Linked DNA regions of Rattus norvegicus: region 2 is linked to region 1. Evidence: chromatin contacts called from public Hi-C data. All regions are on one chromosome and are shown on one strand. Each heading gives the region's core, a stretch centred on a gene start, on an enhancer-like site or on the middle of the called end of the contact. The rest is flanking DNA. Distances are from core to core; before and after follow the strand shown.

Evidence for each region. A called contact is a pair of places that touch in the nucleus more often than the background predicts.
Region 2: a Hi-C map of Schwann cells shows a contact between it and region 1, with 5 times the contacts expected there. The contact joins two enhancer-like sites.

Annotation. Positions count from the first base shown.
Region 1 is chr15:3,233,375-3,238,482 of GRCr8, reverse strand. The region is part of intron 3 of Adk (adenosine kinase); the gene reads left to right. Among named protein-coding and RNA genes, the nearest start is that of Adk, 60 kb to the left of the region's middle. Within about 2 kb of position 2,917, at least 12 of the 93 cell types and tissues checked have an H3K27ac peak or open chromatin away from gene starts, as enhancers often do. A contact at or near this core is called in Schwann cells, where this site is marked.
Region 2 is chr15:3,458,801-3,463,908 of GRCr8, reverse strand. No RefSeq gene overlaps it. Among named protein-coding and RNA genes, the nearest start is that of Plau, 51 kb to the left of the region's middle. Within about 2 kb of position 2,643, at least 16 of the 93 cell types and tissues checked have an H3K27ac peak or open chromatin away from gene starts, as enhancers often do. A contact at or near this core is called in Schwann cells, where this site is marked.

The sequences.
Region 1 (5,108 bases), core at 1,668-4,167:
ATGTTGAGTATTATTTATATAATACCAGCATCAATAGTCAGCATCAATACTGTAAAAGGAAGAATTGGAGGACTTTAATTCTTATTTTATCTGTAGGTTTCACCATGCACTTTGCATATTAATTAGGTTTCTATCACTTTTATAAGTATATTGATTTTCCAAAGTTCTCAGTGTACTAGGTACACTTATTTTATTAGTGTTCATATTTAATTAACTTTGCTGTCCAGGCTGGTTTTGGGCTCAGCGTAATCTTCTGTTTGCGAGTGCTGAGATTACGAGTTATAGAAGAGAGCCACTACACCCAGTAGCCATTTTAACTAATATCTAACTCTGATCTGTCCTAATTTACTTAATTTAGTCTTTATTTGCACATGCGAGTACATGTGTGCTATGTACTGTTTGCTGTGTAACAGTTTAATCATTTGCTATTTTAGTTTGTTTTAATGTTTATTTAAAAGTCTGTTAGCTGTCCAAGGCACAGTTCACCTCCTTGTTTAGAGCTTGACTAATGATCTTTTTCCTTGCAATTTATTATGGAAAAATGTTTCTAACAATTTTATCTGGCACATAACAATATACCTATGGAAAAATGAAGCGCACTTCACATTTACATCTGGATTTTATCATTCATATTTTACTGTACTTCTTTATCACTTTCAGGTTTGGTCTCCAAGCCATTCATTAGTTTGTTTATTTATTTTTGGATTCATTTCAGAGTAAGTGTCGATGTCAGAATACTTTCCCCCAAATAACTAGGGTTCAGTAGTTAAGAAGGTGTTGTTGTTGTTGTTCCAGTTTGCTTACGCTAGAATCTTGAGTAAGTGAAACCATATGTGTGATTCAGTCTTTTAAATAAGACTTCTTTTATTTCCTCCTCCTCCTCCTCCTCTCTATTCTTCTGTCCTCCTCCTCCTCCCCCCCTCCTCCCCCTCCTCCTCCTCCCCCTTGTCCTCGTCCTCGTCCTTCTCCTCTTCATTTCTTCTCCTTCCCCACCCCCTATTTTGGCATAGACTTTCACTGTGTAGCCCTGGCTGGTTTGAACTCCTTTGCATACCATACTGGCTTTGCTTTGAACTCCCAGATGTCTGATTCTGCCTCATGAGTGCTGGCGTGAGAGCCGTGCACTGCTATGCTTGGCTGTCTGATTTGTTTTGACACGGATCATTATTGTTGCATGTATCATTTAATTCCTTTTTTATTGTTGATTAGTATGGCATTTTGTTTGTTGGGTTTTTGTTTTTGAGGTAGGGTTTCTTTGTGTAAAAGCCCTCAAGAACTAGCTTTGTAGAGCAGACTGGCCCCAAACTGACAGAGATCCGCCTGCTTCTACCTCCCAAGCTCTGGGATCAAAGGTGTGCGCCACCATGCCCCGTGTTAGTACGGCATTTTTATCAGAATAATTTTATCTGTTCTTTATTGGCGAGTATTGGCAGTTGGGTGACTTTACTTTGACTTGTTTTCTATCATGTAGGGTTTTTTTTTGACCTCTGCACTAATGAAAACTCCCAATTGAGTATGAACAGAATCTTAAATTAAAAATTTATCAGCAGCTCCTCATGAAACGTGTTTACAAATAATGTCATTTGTGTCTTAAATTTAAATAGCTAAAATTCTCACAGAGAAAGTAGAAATGCTATTCGCCTTGGTTTGATTGGAATGCATTGTGTGCATGTATTGAGTTGTTAAAGTTTATGATGCCCATAAATATGAACAAGTACTTTATATCTACTAAAAAGAATAACCGAAATCTCTCTGTACTCAGGACCAGGGTTTTAAAAAATAAGAAATATAGATATGAAACAGTTTTTTGACTGAGAAGACAGCCCAGTGAATTCAGAGCTTGCCAAGCATGAGCACCTGACTGGGACTCTGGAACAAGTGGAACACAGTGTGTGCCTGTAGCCCAGAGCTTTGGCAGTGAGACGGAAGATACAGAGATAGCAGAGTTCCCCAAGGCCCGCGGGGCAGCAGGCTTGCTGTTTGCAGTGGTGTGTACCACAGAGAGTCACCCTGATCAAAACAAGGTGGATAGCACCTGAGCTTGACCCCCGACCTCCACGTTTTTGCTGTGGTATACATGCATTTGCACTTAGACACATGTAAAGTACATACATACACACATACACTTACACACTAAAACAAGACAGAAATCCCTAAAATGCAATTATATAATTAACAAGGCATGTATTATTCTCAAAAACACTATTATTGATTCGTATATTTCAAAATAACCTTGACAAATCATGATATAAAAAAAAATCTGTGGATACTTTACATTAGCTCACTTTCACCTACAGTTTCCCTGATTCAGTGATACAAGAGCTTCTGGTATACTGATGGTTGGCATTGCTGTATGTGGAGTAACTATGTTTTTATTAACAATAGCCCTAGTTTCTGAAATCTGATGAATCAGATTCCATAAACAGTCACTCATGCTTCCCCCAACCACTCCCTGGAAAACCCAGTTGCCACACAGGGAAAGATTTGGTCAGCAGTGACACTTGCTTCTCTAAGCAGACTTTTGCTTGTTTCTCCACTCTGAATGCTCCGCTCTAGGGGATGATTTTAAAGCTAGCGAGGAAAGCAATTATAGTTGTGGTGTGATTAATCCCAACCTCATGCTTGACTCTGAATAATCCCATAGTGAAACTGGCTGTTAGTTTTCTATGGATTGTTTTTACCCCATTGCCATCATAGTTTTATAAATGGAATAGCTTAAAATATGAAAAATGCCACTTTGATTCAATAAGTGTTCCCCCCCCCCCCCCGTGGTAGTTACTGTGTTTGAACATAACACATCAGGAAAGTGCCATGAGAGACAATTTAAAGAGTTTATTTTGGCTCAGAGACTTAGACTTTGGTCAGTCCAGGATGGCTGACTTCATCACTGTGGGACTGTGGCAAGACAGGGTGGCGGGTGCTGTTCTGGGAAACCAACAAGCCCAGATAGTGACAGAGATTTAGAGGACAAGAGATGAGAGAGAAGGAACAAGGGTGATGAGAGGAGGCAGTTATGAGATACTCCCTTTAAGAGCATATCACCTCCAGGGAGGCCTCAGATCTTCCTACTGTGTGTCACTTTTCAATAACATGGTTAAATTCCTAATCCGTTAGCAGGGCACTCTACAGATTAAGGCAGAGCTCCTGTGATTCCTTCATTTTCCAGAAGTCTCCCTTTTGAACACTGAGTTAAGGATGAAGCCTTTAACAAATGCTAGGTGCCAGGAACTTGCATTTTATATCTGAGCAATACCATCATACTAGGCACATATACCATCTATACTAGACATATATACCGTCACACTAGACATATATACCATCACACTAGGCATATATATATACCGTCACACTAGGCATATATACCATCACACTAGGCATATATACCGTCACACTAGACATATAGTTCTGTATATCTATCATAGCTCTATAAAGTTATCAAAAGAATGAAAGATACCAACTTCATTTGTAAACAGAGACTCAGGAATAGTTTGTCTTCTGTTTTTGAACATGCCTACATACCTGCAATGGTAAAAGATAGAACCATTTTTATTCACATTCATTTATAAACAAATAAATTTCTCATTGCTTGGAATATGAACGGTGTATTAAGATATGGTCAGGAGATTCGTGTAAGAAAAGGTAACAGTTGCAAAGTTATTAACAAATACGTATCTGTACTACTTTATAGAGATAGCCTAAAGGTGATTTTCCTCCTACTTTGCTATACTCTACAAAGCAGAGGAAGAAAAAGAGCTCTCTCTTCAAGGGACTTAGGTTTATTTGCTTGACTTTGAAAGACAGAATCTAAGCTAAAGCCCAATACCTATTTTGTCGTGCATAGGGTGAGTCCCAGGAATCAACCGATCTGTTACAGGTTAACACCCATTCATCACAGTGCTGGAGCAGAGACTGGTCTTCTGGTTCCCACTTAAACGCCGCCCCACCCCAACCCACCCCACCTTCTTTTTTTTGGTTCCACCAAAAAGCTCTTTAAGCAATATAGTAAGTTTGTTTTATTTACTTATTTTTAAAGGTTATTTTACTTTGTGTTTATAAGTGTTTTGTTAGTGTGTACCACACGTGTGCATGGTCCCGGTGGACCTGCAGTTGCAGATGGTTGTGAACTGCCATGTGGGTACTGGGACCAGACCCCAACCGATCCTCTGCAAGAGCACCAAGCCTTCTTACCTGCTGAGTCATCTGTGACCACAGTCATTTGAAAGAAGGTTAATGTCTGGTATAGTGACTGAGAAGAATGAACACACTATCTTGCTGCCTAAATTAATACCACAGGACCAGTTGCGATTTTAGAAATCACCTTAGACGTACAACTGAATGGACTGCAGAAAACTGGTCAGGTATTGTGTGTACCTGACTTTCAGTTTGAAGATATTTAGTATTCTTCCAAGGTGAGGCAAAAATTCAAAGGTTCATATCAGATTAATACAGAAAGCTTTCGTGCTTAGGCAGGGTCAGCCTTATGACTTGATTGAGTTATATTCTGAATGTTGTACCTGTATATCACATGATATAATGTTGAGCCGAGTTTGTGGTTTTCATTTCCTTGAGTGTTTTACTCAGAGCCCTCATCACTGGTATCCTTGTTTGCCTTGGGTCTCCTTTCTAGAACATACCCAACTTCTTCTGTCTTAGTTTTTTGATTCTATGGCTGGGACTTCCATTGGGAAATTTGAGCTACGGTGCCAGTCTCCCTCACGTTTAACTATACATTGTGTTTGTTCATATGTTTGTTTCCAGTGGTGGGAACCACTTCTAGCCTCAGGGATACAGGCAAGCGCTCTTGAACACTGACTACATCCCAGCAGGCCCCAGAACCATTGTTTTAAAGCTGTTTCTCTATGTAGTCGCAATCTTTACAAAGTAACTTTACTACATTGCTTTTTGAATTAGTCTTTGAAAAGCTCCTTAGGGTGTCCACTTGTCGGTTCTTATGTAACTGCTACTCTGAGAATAAGTATTTAACCTGTGGTTGATTCCTTTGGTCTTTTCGTTCAGATTTCATCAGATGCCTTCCTTTAGAAGCCCAGACTGACATCCAGTGAGGTCATTTCCATCTTAACCACATCCCACAGATGAAATGTTCGACC
Region 2 (5,108 bases), core at 1,394-3,893, 230 kb before region 1:
TACTCCCTTGACCTACAAACGAATGGTAATATAAAAAATATCTACTACCCGCACTCAGACAGGAGCAGGGGCATAGCTGTGAGTTAAAGGCTACATAATGAAATACTGTTTCAAGAAATAAACAAAAAAGGAAACTAAAACACTGCTTGGCTAGCTCATAGAATATATACCTGCATATATTTTGACTGCATATATTTTTGAGGGATGACTGTTTTAATTTTTATGTTTTTAATGTCTCCATGTTTCATTTTCATTTAAGATCCCTTCCTTTAATCACTCAATCGTAAATTTACTCAGTCAGTCAGTGTTTATTGAGACTCTACGCTCCTGACGTGCACTCTGTAAATTCATAGTCTGGTGAGAAGACAGTGTGGAGTCAGGAGGTGCAGAAAACACAACACGGGTTCCTCTGTCTTTCAGCAGAACAAGGGAACGACTAGAGAAGGTTTCACAGCAAACGTATTGCTTGAGCTGAGTTCTCAGGGATGGTAGTCGGCCAGATCAACTGGCAGGGAGGGCATCCCTGGGGAGCACACTTTCCGTGGGGCACTTTTTGTAACATGAGAGGTTATCCTGCGCATGAATACCTGCTCATAGGTCAGCAGCAGGATGAGGAGACGGTCTACTAAGGGAGCAGGCACCCTAGGAACAGCCTGGAGCCTGGAGAGAGACCTATGGGGCATTGAATACAGGCAGGCGTCTTTGCCTTGATTCAATAGTAAGAAAAGAGAGGTGTCCAGTGGTTTAGGGAGAGGGCCAGGCTGGAGTATAGTCAGAAGGTTTTTACACTCTGCACTGCAGTGCCTCCTGGGACAGGCCCATCCTTGAGGGCCCTTTGATGTTCTGGCCTGAACCACTTCAAGCTCTTCGGAAAGAACAGGGCTGACTCTACCATAGGTTCTAACCACACTGGCCGCACGCTTGGCACGCACGCCTTTGTACCAGAAGCCACGAGAGAGCTTTCTCCAACAGCGCTGTTCCTAGAAAATGGCATGTTGCACCCTATCAAGAGATGATAGGGAAGATAGGCTTCTTGGCACCCAGCTGTCGTAAGTAGCCCCTTTCTATCCCTTCTGCCAGGAGTGTGTCTCTCTGTTCTCTCATCCCAGTCCCCAACAGAGAGCCACGGATATGGCTGGAGCTCCACCCCAGTATTTTATAACGATGCATAGGTTCTGGAATTAGAAAGATCAATTTCTCATACTCACTATAATTGAACAGAACAATAATTTTATGTGTTGTCAAGAGTGTGAAAGAGCTAGAACTCTGGTCTACGATTTCCGGGAGTATGGAATGGTCCTCATTTCTCTGACAGTACAGTATTTAATAAAACGTTAAATACCCCTAACTAAGAAGAATGTTCGTGGCAGTGTTATTCAAAATAATCTAAAACCAGGGGGGAGGGAGGGGATCCAAATCCAGCCTGGATAAATAAATTGAGTTGAAAATTCATAAAATGGAATGTTACTTGGTAGTAAGATTGGAGCGATGTGCTGGTGCATACAAAATCATACGTCTCAGATAGACTCTGTGAAGCAAATCAAATTGGAATCAGGGATGTTGGTTTGAAGTACAAGAGTGGTTAAGAACCAACCCTGGAGGACAGAAACTAAACTTTGGTTATTTCTAGACAGTGGTGGCACACACCTCTTTAATCCCAGCATTTGGGAGACAGGGGCTGTTGGAGTTTGAGGCCAGCCTGCTTTACTTGGTGAGTTCCAGGACAGCAAGGACCACACAGGGAAACCTGTCTCATAAAACCCCAAAAAGAGCGTGTCTGGGGATAGGAGCAGCAACTATTTCCTGGAAAGGGGTATGAATGACAGAACTCCGAGGAATGATGGAAATGTATGCAAATGAGAGAGAAGTTGAGGAAGAAGAGGGAAGAAGGAAGGAAGGGAGAAAGGGAGGGACAGAGTAGGGAGGGAATAGAAAAGTCCCGCTCTGTTTCCCAGTTGTAGCACTTTGACGACTGGACATTACTTTCTCAAAGGTGGTTTTGAGACTCAACCAGGGCAATGCACAGAGACCTCTTAGCTCAAAAGCCTGACAAATACTGTAAACTTAGTGAAATTAACCCTTGCTATTGGTCTCTTACCTACCACCTTCTCTTCTAAGAAGTAGATCCCAGGGCTTGGGGCATGGCTCAGCTGGTAGGAGGCTTGCCTAACTTATAGCATGGCATACAGTGGCCATGGTGGTGCACCCTTGTAATTCTAGCACTCAGGAGGTGGATATAGGAGGAGAAGAGGTCCAAGGCCATCCTTGGTGCACAGAAAGTCTGGATCCAGCTTGGCCTATATAAGACCATGCTTCAAAAACAAAACAAACCAACAGCAAACAAATATGGACTGACTCGTGGAACTTTATCCACACCTACACGCCACACACACCCAAAAAGACCCAACTCCCCACTCTGGGCTACGCCAGACCCCCAGGCAGAACTCAAGCCTTATAGCGCTCACGCTCACAGTGTCCGCAAGGCTCAGTGACTAGAAAGTTTCATCGAATTCTGAACAGGAAGCAGCAGTGACAGCTGATAATCTGTGACCTGAATATAGTTATCCATTATCTCACTGTGGTTTCTTGTTTCCCTGACAGAGGAAACGCCCACGACGTTCTTGAGGTTACTCTAAACACTCACTTCCTTGTTCAGCTCTGGCAGGATAATGTTACCCCTGGGTGCCCCGGGGGTTTTGAGCTGTGGCCTCCCATCCAGCCTGAGGCTCAAGCTTAGCCGTCAACCTGTGGGGCCAACTGTCCCCTCCACAGAGGAGACAGTGACAGGAGCTGATCAAAAACTGGCCATCAGTACCTGCAGCCACTGGAAGAAGAAAGAACACGAAGAAAACCCTCTCAGACATAATGTTTACTTTTTGTTCCTCTTCAGGAAGGCAGTGGGCAGAACTGACAGGCCAGGAGGGCGTGTGCCACCCACTTAAATTCACAACTAGCTCCTAAGTTACACTCCACCCGCCACTGCTGTCTGTCTCTCTCTTCTCTTGAGATCTGCTCTCCTAGGGTATGTCCACTTTCCAGATGAGGAGCAGAGTCGAGCTCAGGTTAAACGAAATGTCCTGTTAGCTCCTATTCTTACAGAACCCAATAGTCCAACATGGGAGGATGGTAAAAGCCATTAACCCCAGCACTTGAGAGGCAGAGGCACACAGATCGCTGTGAGTTTGAATCCAGCCTGGTCTGCATAGTGAGTTTGAGGCCAGTCAGGTCTATATAGTGAGACTCTGTTTCAAAGTAAATGTACAAAGAAACAACCCACCCCTCAGTGTCCAGGAGACTCAGCTAAATTACAAAGTAGGCAAAGTCTGGTTCTGACTTTTCTTCTGGGCCATCCTGCCTGCCCCACCCTCTGGGCTATCCTGCCTGCCCCAGCCTCTAGGCCATCCTTCCAGCCCCATCCTCTGGGCCATCCTCTCTGCCCTACCCTCTAGGCCATCCTCCCTGCCCCACCCTCTGGGCCATCCTCCCTGCCTCACCCTCTAGGCCATCCTTCCTGCCCCATCCTCTGGGCCATCTTCTCTGCCCTACACTCTAGGCCATCCTCCCTGCTCCACCCTCTGGGCTATCCTTCCTGCCCCAGCCTCTAGGCCATCCTTCCTGCCCCATCCTCTGGGCCATCCTCTCTGCCCTACCCTCTAGGCCATCCTCCCTGCCCCACCCTCTGGGCCATCCTCCCTGACCCACTCTCTTTCAAAGCTTTCTGGTTTCGTTTCAAGATGGGGTCTTGCTATGAAGCTTAGGCTGGTTTCAAACTTACAATCTTCTCCCTGAGCCTCCCACGCGCTGGGATTACCAGTGAGGTCACCACATCTAGTTCTACCAAAGCATTTATGACAGGGTGCCCCTGCCACCGTTCCTGCGAGGTCACTCGTTCTGTGGAACACACCCCTACTCTTGAGAAAGAAGCCTCGAGATAGTCAGCTTGAAACCAAAGGACTCCAGTTCTAGCTCACATCTGGGAAACTATTCCCTGAACAGGGAGGGCCTCTGGGCTCGCTGTGGCCCCCTGGTGGTTACCACATTTGCAGCTAATGCTCTATGCATAGATGACAAGGCACTGGTCTGGTTTAAAGGGTTTTTTTTTGTTTGTTTGTTTGTTTGTTTTGTTTTGTTTTTCCTGAAGAGGTATAATCTGTAAATTAGTGTAGATCAAACTAGGGAAGTTGTAAAAGTCGTTGGCTGGAAGGGCCAGGAAAATACATATGGAAAAGTTGGTTTGAACTGGCGGGTGCTGCTACATACCTGTAATCTCAGGATGTGAAAACACCCTTCCCTATATGGAAGTCTGAGGCCAGCCTAGGACACCAAAGACCCTGTTTTTAAAAAAAGAAAGAAAGAAAGAAAGAAAGAAAGAAAGAAAGAAAGAAAGAAAGAAAGAAAGAACAGGAGAGAGAGAGAGAGAGAGAGAGAGAGAGAGAGAGAGAGAGAGAGCGCAGAAGAGCAACATCAGAAACAAAACAACAGAACACCAAATCGGAAGGGCTGGTTTACACGCTGCAGAGCTGAGCACTGCAGAACTGAGCACAGGACAGTCCGCCAGGAAGGTCAGAGCAGTGAAGGACCTGGCAGGGCTTCTGAGGCCGAAAGGACAGATACTCAGCTGGCAGGGGAGGCTGCCTGTCTTCTGAAGACCCAGCCCTGTCTTCTGAAGACCCAGCCCTGTGTCAGCCAGACCGGCCTCGGCAGTCACTTAGCCGGCCTTCAGCTCATCAGGAAGAATACATGCTAAGCAAGAGATGGCTTAGCAGTTAAGAGCACTGGCTTACCTGGGTTTGGGTCCCGGCACCCACACGGTGGCTCCCAACTGTCTGGAATTTCAGTTCCAGGTAATCCAAGGCCCTCTCTGGCCTCCACAGGCACCGGGCACAAATGTGGTGCACAGGCAAAATATGCATACACATAAAGTAAGATAATAATAACAATCTTTGAAAATTTTAAAAGCTGGGGTTGGGGATTTAGCTCAGTGGTAGAGCGCTTGCCTAGCAAGCTCAAGGCCCTGGGTTCGGTCCCCAGCTCTGAAAAAAAAAAAAAGTTTTAAAAGCAAATATACGCCAACAGGTTGACAATGATCCTTGCTAGAAGTGAGATTC